2 separate regions of the Ovis aries genome follow, and region 2 is linked to region 1. The links are chromatin contacts, called in public Hi-C maps. All regions are on one chromosome and are shown on one strand. The core of a region is the stretch at or near the end of the contact, and the rest is flanking DNA. Distances in the headings are between cores, read along the strand shown. Region 1 holds the start of FAM185A (family with sequence similarity 185 member A). Region 2 holds the start of FBXL13 (F-box and leucine rich repeat protein 13).

Region 1 (4,482 bases), core at 310-2,809:
GGAGTAAGTGTCTTTTAATTTCATGGCTGCAGTCACTATCTATAGTGATTTTGGAGCCCCCCCAAAATAAAGTCTGACAGTGTTTCCACTGTTTCCCCATCTATTTCCCATGAAGTGATGAGACCAGATGCCATGATCTTCGTTTTCTGAAAGTTGAGCTTTAAGCCAACTTTTTCACTCTCCTCTTTCACTTTCATCAAGAGGCTTTTTAGTTCCTCTTCACTTTCTGCCATAAGGGTGGTGTCATCTGCATATCTGAGGTGATTGATATTTCTCCCAGCAATCTTGATTCCAGCTTGTGTTTCTTCTAGTCCAGCGTTTCTCATGATGTACTCTGCAAAATTTACTTAGGCCAAAATGAAAGCTGACGTTTTCAGTAAGAAGCTGGGTGCCTATTAGAAACCAAACACTTGGTCCAGACTATACGAAACATACTATAGGCAAGGCTGTTTGGGGAACAGACCGCAGGCCATGAGCAAGTGGAAATGTGGACCGCCTGCCATGCCACTGAGTGGATTATCAAGATACGTTAACCCTGAAAAATAAAACACTTTGTAATGGACAAAGTGCAGTAACACAAATAGGAACAAAGTGTCAAAGGAGGATACGACAAAAAAAGATGTTATGTGGCTTAGGTTATTCCAAATCATGTTTCTACTAGATTTATAAAATTGCTATAACTGAAAACTTAATTCCTAACTGCTACTCAGAAACCTAAAGCAGAACAGAAAAAAAAAAAAAAAGACATAGCTTCTGAAGGGGTCAAGAGTAAATTACGTTGAAAAGTCAGATCCAAAGGGACAAATTAAAAATGCACGTCGGCCTAATTTCAGAAGTTCACAGGGTGTGCCCCGGGACCCAAACCCGTTTTACAATCACTTGCCAAACTTCAGGGGCGCGTTCACTTCCACGGACGCCCGGTGGTCGATGACATCAGCCACGATGGTCACCTCCTTCTGCGCCTCGTCGTAGTTCACCTGCAGGCCGGCCAGGGCCCGCGCCCCGCCCTCCACTCCGCTCACTGTGACCAGCACGCGGTCGCCGTCTGGGTAGGTGAGGGGGTCCAGGGGCCTCACAGTCAGGTGGCATGGGAGCCGCGCCCGCAGACGGCCGAAAGGGCTCACCAGCAGCGCCCACTCCTTCAGAGTCCCGCGCGCAGGGTCAGACCTAGAGACCTCGGGCTGGGACCCACCTGAGCCGTACAGCCGGGACTGACATGTCCCACAGGCCCAGCGCCCGGTGGCCTCGCCGGCCCACACTCTGAGCAGACAGAGCCGGAGGCAGCCCAGCCCCCGTCCCGAGAAGGGGAACATGGCGTGCCCCTCTTTCTCCCACAGATTACTTCAGCCTCAGGTTAGTCTCTCCAAGTCCAGTCGGCTTGCCGCTGTGCTGACCAAGCCAAAAGGGAGACAGACGCTTGATAAGAGGGTTTGCTGAAGCAACAGCAAAACCGCTCACTTCATTCAGCAATGTAAACGTCAGCTACACGGGTCTGGGCGGCAAATTGCAATTTTAAAGTTCTAAGAATCCATCCTGACCAGAACCCCTTGCCTACTCCCGCCCCTTTCGCAAAGGCCGGTGGGATAGGTAGTTCCAATGGTGGTCAGATGTTGAATGGCTCGGGCAACTGAGAAACTACATTTCCCAGAAGGCAATGCGCAGGATGCTGAGGGTAGATACGGCAGGTGTTGGACGGAACTCGGAAGGCCTGCGCTTTCCCCTCAAGCCCATTAGCCATTGGAGGGACGTGGGGGCGGGGGGAGGGGGGGAACCTACACCGGAACCCACTGGCCAATGGAAAGGGAGGAAAGCAAAAGATGGGCCAGGCTGCTTGGTTTCCTTGGATACCGAGGACGCGACTTCTCCGAAGAGGGTGGAGCTTTGGAGTGAGACGGAGGAAGATCGTCTGAGGGAAAATAGGAGCCTAAATAAGAATCAGGACGAAGAGAAGAGCTAAGAAACTGCGCTTTTAAAGGTGAGACCGTGATTTAAAATAGGAGTACCCTCAGTGAGTGGTTAGCTCCAAGCGTCATTAAATTAGTTCGGGTTACCCTGGGATGGAGAATACCTCTGCAAGAGGTTAAAGACTCATTAGTGCTGTCAAAGGAAACTCCCTCTTCGAGAGTAAAATATAGGAATAGCATTAGCGTCCTGTCTCCTTTCAGACTCTAAAAGACCTCAGGCCAGTCTTTGAATGTATCTGAGTTTAAACTGCTTGCTCTTAAAATTAGGTCAATAATACCTTGTCTGGCCTCAAAGGTTTTGTTTTTTGTTTGTTTGTTTTTTTTTTTAATTTTAGGGATCAAATGAAATAATGGATGTGAACACCGGTGCACAGGCTAAGTTGAAGTTTATACTATTTTTATTTTATATCTAAAAATCCTAATGAACTGAGCTAAAGTCCTCAGGGGCCCAAGTCACAGAGTTCTTTGCAAGCCATTACCTGTTTAAAAATTCAGTGTTTTTCTTAAGTTATCCTTTCCTCCTTTCTGTCCTGGTCCATCTCCCTCCTTATAAAGGTTCACTCATGATAGGGGCAAGCTTTTAGGTTCATCAAGTTCCCACTGCATATTACTTCTGTCCTTGGCTTTGTGTTTCATTTCGCCATAATTATTCAAACTGATCTTCAAACTGTCTTTTTAATAAAATCCCACAGGAATAACTTTGGGAAAGGCATTGGTTTAAGCATCTTGAGAATGCATTCAACTTAGCTGTTCAGTTCAGTCACTCAGCTGTGTCTGATTCTTTGCAACCCCATGGACTGCAGCACACCAGGCCTCCCTGTCCACCAGCAACTCCCGGAATTTACTCAAAGTCATGTCCATTGAGTCGGTAATGCCATCCAACCATCTCATCCTCTGTCATCCCCTTCTCCTCCTGCCTTCTATCTTTTCCAGCATCAGGGTCTTTTCAAATGAGTCAGTTCTTCACATTAGGTGGCCAAAATATTGCAGCTTCAGCTTCAACATCAGTCCTTCCAATGAACACCCAGGACTGATCTCCTTTAGGTTGGACTGGCTGGACCTCCTTGCAGTCCAAGGGGCTCTCAAGAGTCTTCTCCAACACCGCAGTTCAAAAGCATCAATTCTTTAGCGCTTAGCTTTCTTCACAGTCCAACTCTCAGATCCATATTTACTATTTTCAAATAAATAAAACGGACCAAAACCGTTATTTTTTGGATCATCTGAGCTTTAAAATGGAGATTATGTACATTAAGGTTAACATAAGATATTAAAAAGTTAGTGATCCTTTTATAAGTCTGATGTCATGTAGCAAGTCTGTCCACATATCAATAATAACCAGTAAAAGTACTACCTTCCACATTTATGACATTATAGTTTTCAGAGCATGTTCACATGTATCATCTCACGGTATCCTCACAAAACACTCTGTGTTTAGCAGGGCAAGTGTTATTATGCTTACATTATTGATGAAGAAACAAGTTTTGAAAGATTAAGAAACAATTAGGTCTGACCCTCTCACCACTCTTCTAAAAGGTCCTTCTATCTTCCTGACACCTTTGGAGAAAAAAAAATTATTTACGAAATGAATAGAAAGTCGTATATAACTTCCCCCCATATTTAGAGTTTACTTGTAAAATATTTTTGCACAGTCAGTTTTGTAAAAGCCATTCCTGCAGTCATGAACATGCAGTGCTGGTAGGAGTATGTTCTTAAAACTTTCAGAGTTCAGTTTAGCAGTATGCATGGTGCTGCTGCTGCTGCTAAGTCGCTTCAGTCGTGTCCGACTCTGTGCGACCCCATAGATGGCAGCCCACCAGGCTCCCCCGTCCCTGGGATTCTCTAGGCAAGAACACTGGAGTGGGTTGCCATTTCCTTCTCCAATGCATGAAAGTGAAAAGTGAAAGTGAAGTCGCTCAGTCGTGTCCGACTCTTAGTGACCCTATGGACTGCAGCCTACCAGGTCCTCTGTCCATGGGATTTTCCAGGCGAGAGTACTGGAGTGGGGTGCCATGGCCTTCTCTAAGCACCTTAAAAATGTGTGTATCCACGACCTAGAAATTGTACTTTTTGGAACTTAATGTAAACATAAAATTAGGGATATTCACAAAAACTTACATTCAAGGAATTTTTTTACAGGATTACTTATGATAATAAAGAACTGAAGCAACCTAAATGTCCAAAAATAGGAGGGTGTTACATAATTTGTGAACATCTGAAATATTATGCAATAACTTTAAAATTATATTTTGAAGACTGTTCAATTATATGTGAAATCTTCTACAACATAAAGAAAAACCTATAGTTCTCCTTCTTTGTATGGAAGAACTATACCCACAGCTACCACACTCACATAACTTTCCTTCTGACACTTTCAGTCATCCAATGTGTGGAGGTTTTCCCCTCAACAAAAAGCAACTTCTGTGACACCAGCTGGATGTCCTACAATTCAACTCAGTTCTGACACTAATGTTAGATCCCATAGGTTAGGGGTTCAATTCCACAAAACTGTTCCCACCCA
Region 2 (4,334 bases), core at 1,482-3,981, 310 kb before region 1:
ATTTTGATCAAAGGGTACAAACTTCCAGTTATAAGGGCAATAAGTACTTACAGTAATAAACAGCTTGGTGACTATAGTTAATACTGTGTTATATACTTGAAAGTTGCAAAGAGAATAAATCTTAAAAGCTCTCATTAGAAGAAAATTTGTGGTGATGAATGTCAACTAAACTTATGGAGATCATTTTGCAATTCATACAAATTTCAAATCTTTTTGGTATTTATCTAACACATATAATACAACGTTTATTCCAATTTAAAAAAAAAAGATCACCATGCAAAATATAAGGATGATGCTGACAAAATGGGTATTTCTTAAATCTTCTTCAAAGAAAAAAAAAGTATAGCTTCAGGGAGGGGCTGTGAACAACTGATTTTGTAAGCTGTCTGACCATGGTAATGGTGATTTAGGGAAGTAGTGAGACTTCGTCAGTTTCATCTTTTTCAGTAAGTATAAGTGAGTAGGTATCTGGGTTCAGGTCACCTGACTAAATACTTATACAGAAATATCTTTGACACAAAGACAACAAATTAAGCTTTGGCAGCAAGAATAAGTACAAATCTTTTTTAAAACTGATTCTTTTCCCCTGTGCCAGAAGGGAAAGGAACCTTTTTCCTACTCCCTTTTTTGCAAAGATTTCCTTGAGCAAACTTCTAACTGTAGATCCTTTGTCCCTTTGATATGAATGTACATCTTTTAAAAAGCTAAGCCTCTTGCTGGTTTACAACCTAAAAAGCCTTTCTCAGTGGCTCTGATGTCATCTGTTTGAAATGTAAATATCAAGAAGTCCCCATCTCCTTATCTGTTTTGAGTCTGAGCTTGGTACTTAGTTCTATGTTGTGACTACATGGTTATAAAGACACTGAGAAGTTTTATTTTTTTCTCTATATAAAAGTAATTAGCTAACACAAACACCATCTCAACCACCAGTGAATTGAGAATGAACCATGTGTAGCAAATGGTTCAGTTAAGTCCTCTTAAGGACAAATTACTGTTTATCATGAGGGTATGTACATAATATGAAATAGGCTGCACCTGCGTACATACTTACAGGGGTGCGAATTCAGTCTTTGAAATCCCACTAGCAGACTGCTAGAGATGTGTGTAGCAATCTGGTTAAATGCTTATTTGATAATAAAGTTATTCAGTTCTTTCCCACATTTGTAGGGAGGAATTTCTTGGTTGGCAGGTTTTATTTTTTAACAATTTCTGTAACAACTCCCATGACCTGAAATATCCCCTCAGAACATCAGCAAATTGTTAGAATCTTGAAAGGACCAATTAGCTTTTGGACCCAAACTTGATCATGCACTTGTCCGCCAGGAGGGTTGTCCTGAATGCAGACAAGCGTTCTATCTGTATCTCCTGTCTCGAAAACTTTGTTTATACATAGACCACGGTGACTTCAAAGTACGTCCTTTCAGAGCTGCCCCTCAGGTGTCCCTTCCAGGCTAACCGCATGCAGAATTTCATCTATCGCTGCAGGCCGGGCAACACCAGACACACACTCTGGTAACAAAAAGGTCAGGAGCAAGATTTAATGCGAAAGGCAATCTACACACTTCTGGAAAACTTAATCCTCCTCTGTGCCACCAGACTTGGGCAAGAAAGTTACAGCAATTATCCATCCTGGTATTTTCAAAAAAAGAAATGAAGGTAGGGAATCGAACCCTACACTCATCCAATTAAGATCCGCCTTTTGCACCTGGGCTTCCCGACCTGGCTCTTCTCACCATCCTCCCTCCCTGGCTGGGCTTCTTATTTACTCCCAGCACAAGGAAGCCATAGAGAAGGAAATGGCAGCCCACTCCAGTACTCTTGCCTGGAGAATTCCGTGGACAGAGGAGCCTGGTGGGCTGCTGTCCATGGGGTCGCACAGAGTCGGGCACGACTGAAGCGACTTAACGTGCATGCATGCATTGGAGAAGGAAATGGCAACCCACTCCAGTATTCTTGCTTGGAGAATCCCAGGGACAGCGGTGCCTGATGGGCTGCCGTCTGTGGGGTCGCACAGTCGGACACGACTGAAGCGACTTAGCAACAGCAGCAGCAGGGAAGCCAAGAGCTTCCAAGCAAACGCATTAAAAGATCAAACACAATGACGGGGAGCTCTTGCAACCCCTCATCCAGGGAAAGGCCCAGCCCCAGTCCTCGCCACCTGCCAGGGACTCCGTGGCCTTACCTGCGGACCGCGAGGGGCGCAGCCGAAGCCGGCGGCCGCCTCGTCTCCGGCCCCGCGTCAGCTTGTAGAAGCAGTAGCAGGCGCCGGCCGCGAGGATCAGGCCCGCCGCCACCCAGCCCACGTCCCGGGCGCCGCCCATGCTACCTCTGGGGCCGCGCACAGCGCTGGGCCCGGCGCGGGAGTGTCCGGAGCCAGCGGGTCCAGGCGCCGCCGCCCGGGATGACGCCGCGGGAGAAAGGAAATGGGGGACTGAACTCCGCCTCTCAGAAACCGCCCTGCTGAAAAGTGAAAGAGTCCACTCAGCCCGTACGCTTCCTGGCGGCTTCCTGGAGAGTGGGCGGGGCACGGCTGGAGGCGAGCTAGACTGGGTGAAGCGCTGCAAGCACTGCACGCCCCGAGAGCACTCGCCGGGGGCCGCCCCGGACGCCCGGAGGCGGGTCCCTGCCCCGGCCCGAGGCCCGCCCCTCTTCCGGGCAGGCCACTGAGGGCGCGAGGCAACGCAATGCCTAGCCCCTCCTCCCACGCCGCGCGGTTGCCGTGGCAACGCCGGGACGCGCTAGCCCCTCGCTCAGGAGTGGCTCTTGCTGCTCCGGGCGTGGGGAGGGCCAGCGAGCCACGCAGGATTTCAGTAGGGGCTCAGGTCATGGCCTCGCTGCGCCGGGCCAGCCCCAGGCTGAGGAAATACTTCAGGGAGAACTACATTCCTCAGGTCTGCGAGGTACTGGAGCCACATGGCGGCGGAGTTAGAAGAGGGAAGAATGGGCAGAGAATTCCCAGAGGAGGGACTGGAGTTTGGCGAAGAGAGGAAGTGGAGGTTAAGAGGAGCGAAAAGGGAAGAGATGAAGTCAGCTTTGGACAGGACGGCGGTCCGGGCTGAACATACATATCAGAGAGTTGAAGCAGAGGGGTGAAGGTGGCTGAAAGGGGGGATGAATGACATCTCCCAGGGAGAAAGGGGGAAAGACCTCAGGACAGAAACCCCAAACGCCAACTTTCCAGATTTGGATAAGAGGAACTAAGGACTAGAGGAGTGAGGATGAAATGCCTTGGAGATAGAGGAGGAAAAGCAGAAGAGTATGGCTTTATGAAGAAAGTGGGCAATAGTGTCACCTAAGATAAAGACTTGAAAAGTTGTAGTGGATTTGGCCCAGGGTAAGTGTGGGTTTTCAATGGAGTGATGAAGGCAGAAAATAGATTGAGGTTAGCTGAGGAGTGGAAACTGAGATCTTTAGATAGAAAGCAGTCAGCCCTTTGTGTGAAAGGAAGATCCACACAACCAAGGCTTAAATGGGAGGAAAGACTGTCCTTCCCCACCCATCTTGTAACAGGAAGGAAGCAGGACAAGGGGTGGGTAGGCTTTGTAGGCTCCGAGTTAGAAATCCAATAAAATTATCTTCTGGTGACTTCCATTTTCTCTACAAATATGAGGTGAAATGTTTGTCAAGATTGAGGATGTTTGGCAGGGGATGCAGTTGTAGAAGGAGTTTTGAGTAGTTAAGTTATTCAGACAAGGAGGGAGAGTTAGAAGTCCAGGGAAGGAGAGAGAAGGAAGGTGAGGCAGTGTTGAGAGTCCAGCTGGGGGAGTGACTGTCCTACGCAAGTGGGAGGGCAGTTCAGTACAGCCCCCTCCTTTGGGGATGGTAATTTTCAAATATTTATTAAAGTGTTAAATATGAATACCCTTTAACCAAGCATTTCCACTTCTGAGGATCCACTTTAGAGACATACTTGCACATGTAACCAGAAGGATGTACAAGTATATACATTGTAACATTGTCACATAGTGAACGTGGTAAATAAGTCTAAATAAGGGAATGGGCTATTCTGTAGAACAATATATACCTGTGCCTTAAGACAAAAATGCAAATTGCCTAACAAAGTGTACTAACATCTAGCTACCTGAATTCATACTTGTATGCATATGTGTATATGTATATAAGTGTGTTTTTATATGTGTATATATATATGTAAGACAATAATATATGCATAGAATATATGGCAAACTATTAACAGCAAATGTTTTGGGTCTAATCTTTTACTTCATATACATCTGTAGGGTTTTAATTTTTTTATGATGAGTTTCATTCATGTTTTACCTCTATACAATTGTATTTGAAAATGTGTAGAAAGCTTGCTATTTATCTTCCCAGTT

The links. A called contact is a pair of places that touch in the nucleus more often than the background predicts.
Region 2: a contact with region 1 is called in a Hi-C map of muscle, with 3 times the contacts expected there. The contact joins the promoter of FBXL13 here to the promoter of FAM185A in region 1. A contact is called at or near these places in 9 of 16 Hi-C or Micro-C datasets (hypothalamus, liver, mesenteric adipose tissue and 5 more).

What each region holds. Positions count from the first base shown.
Region 1 is chr4:45,542,647-45,547,128 of ARS-UI_Ramb_v3.0, reverse strand. It overlaps FAM185A (family with sequence similarity 185 member A), which reads right to left and starts at 1,559. Exons shown (of 10, transcript XR_006059764.2): 1 at 884-1,559. It overlaps CCDC146 (coiled-coil domain containing 146), which reads left to right and starts at 1,867. Exons shown (of 17, transcript XM_060414653.1): 1 at 1,867-1,975.
Region 2 is chr4:45,850,660-45,854,993 of ARS-UI_Ramb_v3.0, reverse strand. It overlaps FBXL13 (F-box and leucine rich repeat protein 13), which reads left to right and starts at 2,731. Exons shown (of 21, transcript XM_027968573.3): 1 at 2,731-2,900. The coding sequence starts at 2,826. It overlaps ARMC10 (armadillo repeat containing 10), which reads right to left and starts at 2,422. Exons shown (of 6, transcript XM_012177422.4): 1 at 2,183-2,422. The coding sequence starts at 2,321.